Linked DNA regions of Pan troglodytes: region 2 is linked to region 1. A link is a contact called in public Hi-C data. All regions are on one chromosome and are shown on one strand. Each heading gives the region's core, a stretch centred on a gene start, on an enhancer-like site or on the middle of the called end of the contact. The rest is flanking DNA. Distances are from core to core; before and after follow the strand shown.

What was found. A called contact is a pair of places that touch in the nucleus more often than the background predicts.
Region 2: a contact with region 1 is called in a Hi-C map of stem cell-derived neural progenitor cells, with 4 times the contacts expected there. The contact joins the promoter of TANGO6 here to the enhancer-like site in region 1. A contact is called at or near these places in 1 of 7 Hi-C or Micro-C datasets (stem cell-derived neural progenitor cells), 1 of 1 datasets of contacts at active chromatin or transcription factors (stem cell-derived excitatory neurons) and 1 of 1 other capture datasets (stem cell-derived neural stem cells).

What each region holds. Positions count from the first base shown.
Region 1 is chr18:66,744,641-66,752,354 of NHGRI_mPanTro3-v2.0_pri, reverse strand. The region is part of intron 15 of CDH3 (cadherin 3); the gene reads right to left. Among named protein-coding and RNA genes, the nearest start is that of CDH1, 30 kb to the left of the region's middle. Within about 2 kb of position 3,149, at least 3 of the 24 cell types and tissues checked have an H3K27ac peak or open chromatin away from gene starts, as enhancers often do. A contact at or near this core is called in stem cell-derived neural progenitor cells and stem cell-derived neural stem cells, where this site is marked.
Region 2 is chr18:66,878,824-66,886,537 of NHGRI_mPanTro3-v2.0_pri, reverse strand. It overlaps TANGO6 (transport and golgi organization 6 homolog), which reads right to left and starts at 2,609. Exons shown (of 18, transcript XM_511059.9): 1 at 2,415-2,609. The coding sequence starts at 2,511.

The DNA of each region.
Region 1 (7,714 bases), core at 1,900-4,399:
CTCACTGCAACCTCTGCCTCCTGGGTTCAAACGATTACTCCCGCCCCGGCCTCCTGAGTAGCTGGAATTACAGGCGCCCGCCACCACACTCGGCTAATTTTTGTATTTTTAGTAGAGACGGGGTTTTGCCATGTTGGCCAGGCTGGTCTCAAGCGATCCGCCCACTTCGGCCTTCCAAAGTGCTGGGATTACAGGCGTGAGCCACCGCGCCCAGCCGGAGTTTTTCAACCTAAGCGCTATTGACTTTTCAGAGGGAGGATCATGTGCTGTGGGGGCTGTCCTGTGCATTGTAGGGGGTTCAGCAACATCTCTGGCCTCTACCCATTAGATGCCAGTAGCACCCCCACTCCAGTGGTAACAACCACAAATGACTCCAGACATTGCCAAATATCCCCTGAGATGGCATAACTACCCCTGGTTGAGAACCACTCGGTTAGGGTGACCAGCTGGGATGGCGAGGCATCCTCAGACTAGCAAATGGGAAGCCAGGGCAGCCCTTAGTCCTAACAGGGCAAGTGCAGAAACTGCCTTTCAGACCCCAGGGAGTGTTGGAGCCATGGAAGAGGGTCCACATGACAGGAGCTGTGGCCATAGAGGGTGCAGAGCGCAGCCAGTGCCAAACCCAGCCCGGCAGGGAGGGAGCAGGCGGAGTGATACTGCCACTTCCCCTCCTTCCCGCCCCATCTCCTGTGGGTTCCTTCCCCCAATGTAACCAACCTAATCCAGAACACAGGGCAGCTAGGGCTGCCTCCTGGGTGCAGAGCAGCGGGAAGAAGGGAAGAGAGTGGATCTGGGGGAAACGGGGAATTAACCAGCGCAGAGGCCATTGTGGTCATCCCAGTTGAGGTGCTGGTGGCTGGGACAAAGGTGGTGGTGGAGAATGGACAGAAGTGGTTGAATTCCAGGATATCTGGGAGGACTCCATGGATGATCAGCATGGGCAGTCAATAAAAGGAAGGAGTTGAGGACAAGGTGTTTAGGTTTCTGGTTTGGGCAGCTGGGCTGATGATGGTGCCGTCTTTAGAAATGAAGGAGACAGAAAAAAGAGGCCAGGCGCGGTGGCTCACGCCTGTAATCCCAGCACTTTGCAAGGCCGAGGTGGGTGGGTCGCTTGAAACCAGCCTAGCCAACATGGCGAAACCTTGTTTCCACTAAAAATACAAAAATTAGCTGGGCGTGGTGGAGGGCGCCTACAATCCCAGCACCTTGGGAGGCTTAGGTAGTAGAATCGCTTGAACCTGGGAGGCAGAGGTTGCAGTGAGCCGAGATTGTGCCACTGTACTCCAGCCTGGGTGACGGAGGGAGACCCTGCAACCCTGCTCACCCCACTGTAGACTGCACCTCCATGAACCCTTCTCCGGTCACCTTTTGAGCTTGCCTCTCTTGCTTGCCAGCACTCTAATTGACAAAAGTGCTTCTGCGCCGGGTGCAGGGGCTCGTGCCTGTAATCCCAACACTTTGGGAGGCCCAGGAGGGAGGATGGCTTGAAGCCAGATAGAGACCAGCCTGGACAACACAGTGAGACCCCGTCCCTACCAAAAACAAAAAATTAGCTGGGGGTGGTGGTACACACTTGTAGTCCCAGCTATTCAGCAGGCTGAGGTGGGAGGATTGCTTGAATCCAGGAGGTCAAGGCTGCAGTGAACTGTGATTATACCACTGCACTCAGCCTAGTAGATGGAGTGAGACCTTGTCCCAGAAAAACAACAAATAGGCTGGGTGCAGTGGCTCACACCTGTAATCCCAGCACTTTGGGAGGCTGAGGTGGGCAGATCACCTGAGTTCAGGAGTTTGAGACCAGTCTGGTCAACATAGTGAAACCCAGTACCTAATTAAAAAATACAAAAATCAGCCAGCATGGTAGCTCACACCTGTAATCCCAGCACTTTGGGAGGCCGAGGTGGGTGGATCACCTGAGGTCAGGAGATTGAGATCAGCCTAACCAACATGGTGAAACCCCGTCTCTACTAAAATACAAAAATTAGCCAGGTGTGGTGGCGGGCGCCTGTAATCCCAGCTACTCAGGAGGCTGAGGCAGGAGAATCTCTTGAACCCGGGAGGTGGAGGTTTCAGTGAGCTGAGATCATGCCGCTGTACTCCAGCCTGGGCGACAGAGCGAGACTCGGTCTCAAAAAAAAAAAAAAAAGAAAGAAAGAAAGAAAAGATAAAGCATTGGGGGGTGCAGGGCTGCAATTCTAAGGAGGATGCAGTCCCCTTCAGGGCTGGCATCTCTGACAGGCTGACATGTGGGTGATGCCTGAAGGACGTGAGGGAGCCGAGAGAAATCTAGGGGAATGGCATGCCAGGCAGAGGGCACAGCAAGTGCAGAGGCTCTGAGGAAACGTGGTTTGATTTGGAGTGAAACTTCAGCGTTTTGCCTGGCACATGGTAACTGCTTAATTTGTTCAAGTCCTACTAATTATCTTTTTTTTTTTTTGAGATGGAATTTTGCTCGTCACCCAGGCTGGAGTGCAGTGGTGGGATCTCGACTTGCTGCAACCTCCACCTCCCAGGTTCAAGGATTCTCCTGCTTCAGCCTCCGGAGTAGCTAGGGTTACAGGCGCCCTCTACCATGCCCCACTACCTTTTGTATTTTTAGTAGAGATGGGTTTTCACCTTGTTGGCCAGGCTGGTTTTGAACTCCTGGCCTCAAGTGACCGGCCCGCCTCGGCCTCCCAAACTGCTGAGATTACAGTCTTGAGCCACTGCGCCCAGTCTATCATTCTTGTAATTAGTGGGCATCGTCTTCCTGGAGTGCCTGGGTCGTCAGGTTCCTGGAGGACACACAGAGGCCTCAGCGCTCTGCCCTGTCAGCTATGGGCTGGCCGTGGTTTACCGGATGGACAACAGTGGGGACAGAAGTTGGAACGGAGCCCAGGCATTCCTGACCCGCCCCGCCCCTCTCAGATTCCTCCCCGGCCCGCCACACCCCTGCCGCTTGCTGGGCAGTGGGTACAGGGAATGCAGGGGTGGCTCCCCACCCCACCTCTAACTTGGAGAGGGCCTAATACCAAGCGAGGACAAGGCTGGCAGTGACCACCTGGCGATCCCCAACTGCACTGCAGGCTCAGCGCTAAACACTGAGTGCTTTTCCACCATCGCCTCCTAGGGGTCTCCTTTCAGCCCACTGAGAGGCCAGGCTGGTGAGTCACTCCCACATCTGCAGCCTTTAGGGGCTGCTGTCTTAGCCACCGCCCTACCAGACTACAGGGCACTCTCAGACAGGCTCCCCAGTTCCCCGAGAGAGGAATCTCCTAGCTCCCGCCTGCCAGCTCTGCAGCTGCCCACAGGCCCCGACAGGCCCTGCTGCATCCTCAGGGACTGAGGATAGAGCAGAGGAGGAACCAGGTTCTGCCAGCCCCGGGATGGAGCTGAGTCAGGCCTTTTTCAGGGCTCCTGGGACTGGGCCTTGCCCTGAACTCAGCCTCCAGCCCAGGCGTGAAGGAGGACACCCAGGACTGGGCGCCTGGGCCCCTGGCTCCTTACCTGTCCAACCTCATCTCTGCACACACTCTCGACCCATCTCGACCCGTTCCTCTGCTCCAGCCACACTGGCCTCCCTGCTAAACCCTGCTGACCCTGCTAAACCCTTAGCCCTTGCCATTCCTTTTATGTAGACAGGACACTACATACTTGCTCCCTGATAGCCTCCAGTCTTTGCCCAAATGCCACCTTCCCAGCAGTGCCTTCCCTGGCTCCTAGAACTGAGCCCTACCCCCAGGCCCTTCCTCCCTAGGCCCCATCCCAGCTCCATTTTCCTCCATGCTTCACCTTTTACTAGACCACGTATTTTACTGATTTGTCTTGTTTATGGTCTGTTTCTCATTGAAAACTCCCTTAGACTGGGCAGCAAGGGCCTCTACCCTGCCCTTCTGCCCCTCCTCATAGAGCTAAGGAAATGTGACTACTGGCCAGGCACAGTGGCTCATGCCTGTAATCCCAGAACTTTGTGAGGCTGAGGCAGGCGGATCATTTGAGGTCAAGAGTTCGAGACCAGCCTGACCAACACGGCGAAATCCTATCTCTACCAAAAAATACAAAGATTAGCTGGGTGTGGTGTTGTGCACCTGTAGTCCCAGCTACTCAGGAGGCTGAGGCACGAGAATCGCTTGAACCTGGGAGGCGGAGATTGCTGTGAGCCAAGATCACACCACTGCACTCCAGCCTAGGCAACAGAGTGAGACTCTGTCGCAAAAAAAAAAAAAAAAAAAAAGGAAATGTGACTACTAGAACCAGCATCTTTGTCCCTCAGGCCTTCCCCAGTTCTGTCCCCAGGCAGCCAGCACAGCCCAGGTGTGTACTCCAAGGCCCATGGGGTGGTCAATGGAAGGCTGTGTTGGGGGACAGTGGAGGGAGCTGGGACACATGGGTTGGGGTGCCACACAAGGAGCCTGGTGGTGCTGGATGGTGCTTGGGCTGGGTAGAGCAGGGCACTGGCCGCTGCTCCTGGGCTGGGACTCACCCTCCCCACAGAGCCACACTCTAGCCCAGTATTCTAGGTGTCTGTGAATTCAGATTTAAATCTGGCTCTCCCAATCACTGTGAGGATACACCTGTCCAAGTAGAAAGATAGAGTATCTTTTACTTAGGAGTTTGTGATGTTGATCTTGACACATTTGGTATGTGGGCCCTACACACATATTTACCTGCAGCCCCCATGTTAGTGCTGGGGTCTTTTTTTTTTTGAGACGGAGTCTTGCTCTGTTGCCCAGGCTGGAGTGCAGAGGCACGATCTCGGCTCACTGCAAGCTCTGCCTCCCAGGTTCACGCCATTCTCCTGCCTCAGCCTCCCGAGTAGCTGGGACTACAGGCACGTGCCACCACGCCGCGCTAATGTTTTGTGTTTTTAGTAGAGACGGTGTTTCACCATGTTGGCCAGAATGGTCTCGATCTCTTGACCTCGTGATCCACCTGCCTCGGCCTCCCAAAGTGCTGGGATTACAGGCGTGAGCCATCGTGCCCGGCTCGCTGGGCTTTTTTACTGTTTTCTGCATTGCTATAACCCTAGCACCAAGAACAGTGTCTTGAGGCTGGGCACGGTGGCTCACGCCTGTAATCCCAGCAGTTTGGGAGGCCGAGGCAGGTGGATCACCTGAGGTCAGGAATTCAAGACCAACCTGGCCAACATAGTGAAACTCCGTCTCTACTAAAAATACAAAAGTTAGCCAGGCATGGTGGCATGCACCTGTAATCCCAGCTACTCGGGAGGCTGAGGCAGGAGGATCACTTCAACTTGGGAGGTGGAGGTTTGCAGTGAGCCAAGATCGCGTCACTGCACTCCAGCCTGGGGGATAGAGCGAGACTGTGTCTACAAAAAAAAAAAAAAACAGTGTCTTGCACAGAACAGGTGCTCAATGAAGTTGTTAAACGAATGAATAAAAAAGCCTTAGATGATGCCACATACTCAAGGGGACCCCAGAAGTGGCTGGGAATGCTGTGGCTTTTGTGCTTCAGGGCTACAGAGTCTCAGGGTCAGTGAGGCCAACTCCACCTTGCAGGAGGCCATAAGCATTACCTGAAGGGCGCCTTCTACGGCCTGCCTGCCCCACGGCCCCATCTGCAGCTGGAGTTTATATCCTTAATTGTAAAAAGAGCCCACCTGGCAATCAAGGAAATCTAAACCCCAAAACTGTCTCTGCTGCTTCCTGATCGTATGTGGCCATTAACCTCTCTCATTTTTTCGTTTTTTTTGAGGCAGGGTCTTGTTCTGTCACCCAGGCTGGAGTGCAGTGGTGCAAGCATGGCTCACTGCAGCCTTGACCTCCTAGGCTCAAGTGAGCCTCCTCCTCAGCCTCCCGAGTAGCTGGGACCACAGGTGTCTGTCACCACACTCAGCTGAATCAAAAAAAATTTTTTTTTTAATAGAGATGGGGTCTATGTTGCCCAGGCTGGTCTGGAACTCCTGGGCTCAAATGATTTTTCCCACCTTGGCCTTCCAAAGTGCTGGGATTACAGGTGTGAGCCACTATGCCTGGCTGCAATTTCCTTTAAATAAAAGGGAACCATTGAACCTCTCCCCAGGGTTGTGAGGCGGGAGAACATGTAACTGACTCCATATTGACTGTCTTCATCAGTGTCCAAGGCCATTCCGGCCACCCAGCTGACTCCCTGTGTGGCATGTGGCAGCCAGTGCCACTGTTGCCTTCCTCTCTCCCTCCCTCCCTGCAGACCTGGCGCTTGGGCTGGGAGCTCTATGGGCTGTGGCGGTGGTTTGAGTGAATGGTGCCCTCTGCTGGGCGTGGGGAAAGAGCCTTCAGGGAAATCATACCTGACACTGGCACTCCCTGCAGGTTGGGGAATCTCAGGGAATTCCTCCTGCTGGGAAGTGCAGTTTCCACCCAGGGAGCGCTAGCAGGCCTTGTGAGTCCCTACACTACCACAATAGTAATGACAACACACAGTATCCTGTGCACCAGGCACCCTTCCAAGCCCTTACAGATATTAACTCTTTTACTCGCCCATTTTATTATTTATTAATTTATGATTATTATTATTTGAGACGGAGTCTCGCTCTGTTGCCTAGGCTGGAGTGCAGTGGCACGATCTCGGCTCACTGCAACCTCTGCCTCCCAGGTTCAAGAGATACTCCTGCTTCAGCCTCCCAAGTAGCTGGGATTACAGGCACGCACCACCATGCCCTGCTAATTTTTAAATTTTTAGTAGAGATGGGGTTTCGCCATGTTGGCCAGGCTGGTCTCAAACTCCTGACCTCAGGTGTTCCACCCGCCTCGGCCTCCCAAAGTGCTGGGATTACAGGTGTGAGCCACCATGCCCAGCCTACTCCATTTTAGATGAGAAAACGGAGACAGAGAGGTTATGTGGTTTGTCCAAGGCCTCATGCCTAGAAGTGCCAGGATTTGAACTTGTACTCTGCTGGGGGGATTGTTTTAACGGGAGGCCAGAAGGTGGGTTCTGCCTTTAGCCTGGAGGGAGTTGTTCCCTGGAGCTCTCCAGCAAGCCTCGAACTGGACACACAGGGTGTGGGCTGTAAAAGGGGCTTCCCAGGGTGACTGCTCCCACACTTTCAATGGCAGGCCCATCGCCTCAGGGCCCTTTCCTGAGTGGCCACCCCCCAGCAGTCCCCGGGCTGGGTCTTCTCCCTGAGTCCCTTTGTGGGCCCAGAAGTGAATGAGTGAGGTCCATGCCTAGAAATGGGGGGCCGGGAATTCGGGGCCCCAGCTCCTCACCAACTGTCTAGGAATGAGAGCATGCCACCCTCCTCAGGCCTCTCTAGGGACTGGGAAAGCACACTGTGGGGACAGGGCCTATCTGTAGCCCCTTTAGTCCCTTTGGGAAGAAAAAAAGATCGTTGGGTCAGTGACGAGGGAAAAGGCATGGTATGAAGCGAGGCCTGGGCGCTGGCCCATCTCTGTCCCCACTGGAGGGGCCATAGGGAGTGCCATCTTTTGAGCCTCTTTTTCCATCTGTAAAATGTCAGGGAGGGATTGGGGCACTTTTCAAAATGCTCTGGATTTGGGGGTTCATAAGAATACAAGCTGGGAGGATGAGGCTAGAGAGAAGGCTCTCTGTCTGGGTACCCCCGACCCCTTCTTCTAGTAAGCCTCCATTTTTTTTTTTTTTTTTTTTTTGAGATGGAGTCATGCTCTGTTGCCCAGGCTAGAGTGCAATGGCGTGATCTCGGCTCACTGAAACCTCTGCTTCCTGGGCTCAAGCGATTCTCCTCCCTCAGCCTCCCGAGTAGCTGGGATAACAG
Region 2 (7,714 bases), core at 1,360-3,859, 130 kb before region 1:
GAACCTGGGAGGTGGAGGTTGCAGTGAGCTGAGATTGCGCCACTGCACTCCAGCCTGGGCAACAAGAGCGAAATTCCATCTCAAAAAATAATAAAAGTACAAAAATTAGCCAGGCATGGTGGTGGGTGCCTATAGTCCCAGCTACAAGGGAGGCTGAGGCATGAGAATTGCTCGAACCCGGGAGGTGGGGGTTCCGGCGAGTCAAGATCATGCCACTGCACTCCAGCCTGGGTGATGGAGTGAAACTCTGTCTCAAAAAAAAAAACAAAAAACAACAAAAAAAATAGGGTCTTACTCTGTCACCCAAGGCTGGAGCACACTAGTGTAATCGTGGTTCACCACAGCCTAGACTTGGACCTCTCAGGCTCAAGCAATCCTCCCATCTCAGCCTCCCCAGTAGCTGGGACCACAGGCGTGTAGTACCATGCCTGGCCAATTTTTTAATTTTTTGTAGACACAGAGTATCACTATGTTACCCAGTCTGGTCTCAAACTCCTGGGATCCTGCCTCAGCCTCCCAAAGTGCTGGGATTACAGGTATGGCCCACCTCGCCCAGCCACTACAGATATTTTTAAATTCCCTAAGCAGCTAATATGATAAAATAGTAGACAGATTCATATAATATATAAGACTACATGTACAAAATAATATAATTTCACGAACTAATTCCTCTTCAAATAGGAATGCTTGAATTTCTGTAAATTAAACGAGTACATATATGTGTACTCCACCACATACTCATAGAGATTAGAGAGTCTTCTATAAATGAAGCATAATATACATGTTTCATAACAGATGATTACTTTCAGGATTTTTGCTTATTTAAACGTGTTCTCAGTCATACAATAGAGAGTTGCAGGCCAGGTGTAGTGGCTCAGGCCTGTAATCCCAGCACTTTGGGAGGCCAAGGCAGGCAGATCACTTGAGGTCAGGAGTTCGAGACCAGCCTGGCCAACATGGCAAAACTCCGTCTCTACTAAAAAGACAAAAATTAGCTGGGCATGGTGGTGCGCACCTGTAATCCCAGCTACTCAGGAGGCTGAAGCAGGAGAATCGCTTGAACCTGGGAGGCAGAGGTTGCAGTGAGCCGAGATTGTGCCACTGCACTCCAGCCTGGGCAACAGAGTGAGACCTCATCTCAAAAAAAAAAAAAAAAAAGAGTTGCCGTTACAAGACAAGTGACCTCTCGATTAGCAACTTAAAATTCTATTTTGCAGTCTGACTCTTAATTGAGACAATGTAGCATATTTACCATACTTTTAGTGGAAATAACCTAAATTCAAATTCTGCCACTTACTAGTCTGACATTAGGCAATTTCCAATGTACCTGAACCTTGGTCCTTCATCCGTAAAAATTGAATACAAGTAGTACCGATCCCAGGGGATCGTAATGAGGATTAAATGATGTGTATGTAAACAGCCTACTATGGGGACTGATACTTAGTAGGCACTCATTTACTAATATTAGTAACTTGTGTTCACTTCCCGCTGGTGTGGTGTAATGTTTGCAGAAGTTTTCGCAGTTTTGAGTATAAAATCTGAGACTGGGAGGTGATCCCCTTTGGCCTTTCATGTGCCCTTGCTAATTCTACAGATCCCTTCCCATCCCTTCCCCCAAATATACACCCCAGTGATAAGTAGAGCTCTATCTTCCACGTCCTTTCCAAAAGCTCCAGATAACATCAGAGCCCCTATACTGAACAATTTGTCTGATTCTGAGAAGGGGGTTCAGTAGATCTCGGGCCTAGGTCCGTGTTCTGCCCCTAATTTGACCACGTGATCTTGGACAGGTTACTTAATTTCTTCAGTGAGCCTTGGGTGTCCTCAGTCGCAAAAGGAGTAGCAGCTTCAACCACTCCCAATGTCCCTTCAGATTTTAGACTGGGAAGAAACTGTCCACGCACCACAAAGATTAAAAGCGCCTGGAAACCCCTAAATACTCTCCCCAAACCCATTTCAAACGTCACTGCTTCCGATGTCTGGACTTCTTGGCATTTCGTACAAATCTCAAGGGTCCATGCTGGCCCCTGCGCCCTCACGCGGCTAGGACCTCACATTTCTACGTCGCCGGCGCCCTACCCTCTCTGGAGCTGGGTCCATATCCCCTTCCCAAGAGCGCTGCAGTAAGCACTGAATGAAATAACGGCCCCGCCTGACAGAGCCCAGCACAAGGCAAATGCTCAAGAGATGTTGGCTAATATCAGCAGTCAAGGGATCCCGCGCCCTCCTTGAGCCTCGGTTTCCTCAAGAACGTAATGAGGACGGGCACAGACAATGCTCAAAGCCCCCAGCAGCGGGCGGAGGGTCCCGAGGCGGGCCTAAGGGGCGCACGCTGCGGAAGGCAGGGCAGCCCCGGAAGCCGGGCGGCCCTGAGAGTCCCGGGTCCAGCCCGGCGCGGAGATGCGTCCTCTCACCTCCCGGGCTCAGCAGCAGCTTCAATGCCTCCAAAATCCGATCCAGACCGCATGTCTCCTGAGCCCCGCTGCCCACGGCCTGTCCTGGGGCCGCCATGACTGGAGTGTAACACCACGCTCGCGACCCGCTCAGGCGCCTCGGCAGGGCGCCGCCGCCGCCATGTTAAGTGTGGCAGAAAGCGCTGGGCACACTATGGGGCGGGGCCTGCAGGGTGGGGCGGGGCCAAATCGATCGGGAACGCCCCCTTCACATTTTTTTTCCGTCCCGGCTTAGTCCGGGGGGTAAGAGGGAACCCAAAAATGGCTAATCTGCCCACACGCACAATTTCAGAAGCTCAATATGATTAACCGCTATGTAAAGAAGGAAGAGAGAAGTAATGTATCATTAAATCTATATTTCAATATGAAAATACTCAGGTACTCAACACTGGCAGACATAATGAAGCAGACAGATGCTTCCATCTGCTTACAGTGAAGTATGGATAAGAAAAACAATATTCAGGCTGGGCGCGGTGGCTCACACCTGTAATCGCAGCACTCTGGGAGGCCGAGGCGGGCAGATCACAAGGTCAGGAATTTGAGACCAACCTGTCCGATATGGTGAAACCCCGTCTCTACTAAACATACAAAAATTAGCCAGGCGTGGTGGCGGGCGCCTGTAGTCCCAGCTACCCGGGAGGCTGAGGCAGGAGAATCGCTCGAAGCTGGGAGGCGGAGGTTGCAGTGAGCCGAGATCACACCACTGCACTCCAGCCTGGGCGACAGAGCGAGACTCCATCTCAAAACAAACAAACAAACAAAACCTAAGTACAGACGTACACACGCATATATATCCATCGTGAATGTAAAGCCACAAATGTTGTTATGGGTAATATGATTTTTTTTTTTTTAGTGAACTTAGTAAAGTTCCCAGTAAAAGTTCGATCTTTGTTCTGTTTTCATGGTTGATGCATTCCTTGAAAATTCAGTGTCTATCAAAACCATGCCCTCCGCCAAACTGTTTTTATATGTAAAACAGAATGGATTTGAGATTCAGATAATCGGAAACAGGTTTTCGCCTACATAAATCCTGGTGGGACGTTGAAAAACCATGTTGTCTGAAAGTCATGCTGCAGACACAGGACAATGTTTTTGAGGGCAGGACCTTTATTTTTATTTTATTTTTTGAGATGGGGTCTCGCTCTGTCGCCTAGGCTGGAGTTCAGTGGCGTGATCTCGGCTCACTGCAACCTCTGCCTCCCAGGCTGAAACAATTATCTGGCCTCAGCCCCCCGAGTAGCTGGGATTACTGGAGTGCCCCAGCATGCCCGGCTAATTTTTGTATTTTTTGTGGAGACAAGGTTTCGCCCTCTTGGCTAGGCTGGTCTTGAGCTCCTCACCTCAAGTGACCTGCCCACCTGGGCCTCCCAAAGTGCTGGGATTACAGGCGTGAGCCACCGCGCCCAGCCCAAAGGACAAACTTCTTAATGATCCGGTCCTTGGGCGAGAATAAGCTGCGCATAGCTATTACCCTTTTTGGCATGACTCTTGTTTCTTCTTTTCTTTGTCATTTTGGAATGCAGGACCTGAGAGGGAAAAACGCTAAAAATTTTTTTTTAGAGATGGAGTCTCTATGTTGCCCTGACTTGTCTCAAACTCCTGGCCTCAAGTGATCCTCCTGCCTCAGCCTTCCGAATAAAATCTTGTGCGTGTGTGTGTGAGACAGAATCTCACTGTCACCCGGGCTGAAGTGCAGTGGTGTGATCTTGGCTCACTCCAACTTCTGCCTCCCCTGCTCAAGTGATCCTCCCGCCTCAGCCTCCCAAGTAGCTGGGACTACAGATGCATGCCACCACACCCGGCTAATTTTTGTAGAGATGGCGTTTCACCACGTCACCCAGGCTGGTCTCAAACTCCTGGGCTCAAGCAATTTGCCCACTTCGACCTTCCAAAATACTGAAATTGCAGGCGTGAGCCACTGGTTCTGGCCTTAAAAATATTTTTGAATGGGAAATAAATCACCTACAAAATTGCCACTGTGCTCTTTTTATTTTGTGTATTCCTTTCCAGGTTTTGTCATTAGACAATGTTTTCTCCATTGTGTATGGGCACAGGTTCATTTGGGAAATAAAAAATTTTAAGAGTATTTTGAGATGTTAAACATTTAGTGAGAGGGGGGTAAAGCATTGTGTGGGAAAGGCTTGAGGGGTTTGGTGCAAAAATACAAGTAGAGGCCCTCACGCCACCAGTCTAAATATTTCAGTGTTAGAAATCAAGCAAAGAGACTGGTAAATAAAATATTTTCTATCCTCCTACCTTGAAAATTCTATCAAGTTTGAATTCAAAATTCTCAGACTGTCTCAGAGCTCCACAATGGAGACCTCTGGTCTGACCCATTTTTCTTCTCACCAGCATCTCCATCCTGCACCATGAAGGCTGGGCACTTAGACATGTGGGCACCCACAGCCCTGCACATTCAGGTTCTGTCCACACCCCACACCCCATCCCTTCCACAGAGCAGCTACCATTTGGCCCCTCTGGGTCTAGAACTGCAGATGGGGGCCGGGCGCGGTGGCTCACACCTGTAATCCCAGCACTTTGGGAGGCCGAGGTGGGTAGATCACAAGGTCAAGAGATTGAGACCATCCTGGCCGACATGGTGAAACCCCATCTCTACTAAAAATACAAAAATTCACTGGGCATAGTGATGTATGCCTGTAGTCCCAGCTACTCGGGAGGATGAGGCAGGAGAATCTCTTGAACCTGGGAGGCGGAGGTTGCAGTGAACCGAGGTCGCGTCACTACACTCCAGCCTGGTGACAAAAGGAGACTTTGTCTCAAAAAAATAAAAAACAAAACAAAACTTCAGACGGGGAGCACAGTGCGCCATCCAGAGGGCAGACCCAGGGAAGAGTTCTGCAAAGCCCTAGAAGAAGGCCTGGGATGGTTGGGCAGAAAATTCCAGGGCCTCAGAATCCAGAGTGTGGGCCGGGTGTGGTGGTTTATGCCTGTAATCCCAGCACTTTGGGAGGCTGAGGTGGGAGGATTTCTTTTGCCCAGGAGTTTGACACCAGGCTGGGCAACATAGGGAGACCCTGTCTCTATAACATAAATACAAAAATTAGCCAGGTCAGGAGTTCGAGACCAGCCTGACCAACATGGTGAAACCCCATCTCTACTAAAGATACAAAAATTAGCCAGGCGTGGCGGTGCACACCTGTAATCCTAGCTGCTCAGGAGGCTGAGGCAGGAGAATCGCTTGAACCCAGGAGTGAGCCAAGATCGCGCCACAGCACTCCAGCCTGGGTGACAGAGTGAGACTCTGTCTCAAAAAACAAACAAAAAAAGAACATGGAGTGTGGTCTTGGAGGAGGGTGAGGATTTGGAGATTTGGATGGGCAAGTCCCCCAGGCCTGGCAGATTTCTTGCCCAGGGTGGGGGGCATGGTGGAGGTGGCCAGATGGAGCTTCTCAAGCATGGGCCCAGGGCCAGGAGACTACCAGGCCTAAGTCTAAGGGCAGTACTGGTGTGGGATTTACAAAAGATTATTACAGGATATTCAGAGCTGAGAATCCTTTATCCCAAAGTATTACAAGACCTAGACATCTCTTCTGTTTTTATCTCTTAGGCTCTGTGGGCTGAGCCAACACAAATTGTCATGCATAATTTCAAAAGCAATGTCATAAGACCCCATAAAAATTCTTGCAGCAAAGTAATATATCCCATGTGGAACACTGGGTGTATTTTAATATGTGTGATAGGATGTTGGAGGAGTGCCTGGGTCCACGAGGCTGTAGTGTAAATTGGCCCTTGTCTAAAGAAGAAGAAACACGCTCAGGCTTCTCCCAGCCTCAAATTATTCAGATGTGCTTTAAGTACCCTGTTTCTGTAGAATTTTGTATTTAAGCTTATGGAATTTTAGTTTATAGGACTTGAATTCTGGTAGCCCCTTCCTTGGTTTGTTCTTGGCAGCTTTGTTAAAACACAGAAGTACGGCTGGGCGTGGTGGCTCACACCTGTTATCCCAGCACTTTGGAAGGCTGAGGTGGGCAGATCACCTGAGGTCAGGAGTTCAAGACCAGCATAACTTACAAGGTTAAATCTTGTCTCTACTAAAAATACAAAAATTAGCCTGGTGTGGTGGGGCACACCTGTAATTCCAGCTACTCAGGAGGCTGAGGCAGGAGAATTGCGTGACCCCAGGAGGCGGAGGTTGCAGTGAACTGAGATCGTGCCACTGCACTCTAAATGCTTTGTACATATCAACTCATTTAGTGCTCAAAACACTATAAAGCAAATACAATTACCCTCTTTTTTTTTGAGACAGAGTCTCTCTCTGTCGCCCAGGCTGGAGTGCAGTGATGCGATCTTGGCTCACTGCAACCTCCGCCTCCCGGGTTCAAGCGATTCTCCTGCTTCAGCCTCCCAAGTAGCCGGGACTACAGGCCGCGCCAACACGCCCAGCTAATTTTTGTATTTTTAGTATAGACAAGGTTTCACTAAGTCGGCCAGGCTGGTCTCGAACTCCTGACCTCAGGTGATCTGCCCACCTCGGCCTCCCAAAGTGCTGGGATTACAGGTGTGAGCCACCGCACCTGGCCCAATTACCCTCATTTTAGAGATGAAGACACTGAGGCATAGAAAGGTCAGGTCACTTATCTAAGCTCATAGCTGGAAAGGACAGAATCAGGATTTGAACTCAGACAGCACAACTCTAGTGTCTTGGCATCTAATGAACCAGCAAAAGAACAGAGGAGCTGTTCCCCAGGTCTCCTGTGCTTCCAGACCCTTGCTGGGGGCAACTGCCTTCACCATGGACTTTTTCAGGGGTTAAAATTTCCAGCCTGGGCAACATGGTGAAACTCCATCTCTGTAAAAAATATAAAACTTAGCTGGGCATGGTGGCACATGCCTGTTGTCCCAGCTTCTTGGGAGGCAGGGTGGGAGGATTTCTTGAACCCGTGAGGTCGAGGCTGCAGTCCAGCTTGGGTGACAGAGGGAGACCGTGTTCCAAAAAAACCAAAATTTCCTTGCTGGTACAGACCCTCGCACATAGTAAGTGCTCTGTAAACAATTTAATTTTTGTTTTGTTTTATTTTGGAGATGGAGTCTCGCTCTGTAACCAGGCTGGAGTGCAGTGGCGTGATCTCTGCTCACTGCAACCTCAGCCTCCAGGGTTCAAGCGATTCTCCCCCCTCAGCCTCCTGAGTAGCTAGGATTACAGGTGCCCACCTCACGTTCTGTAATTCCAGCACTTTGGGAGGCCAAGGAGGGTGGATCACTTGAGGTCAGAAGTTCGAGACCAGCCTGGGCAACATGGT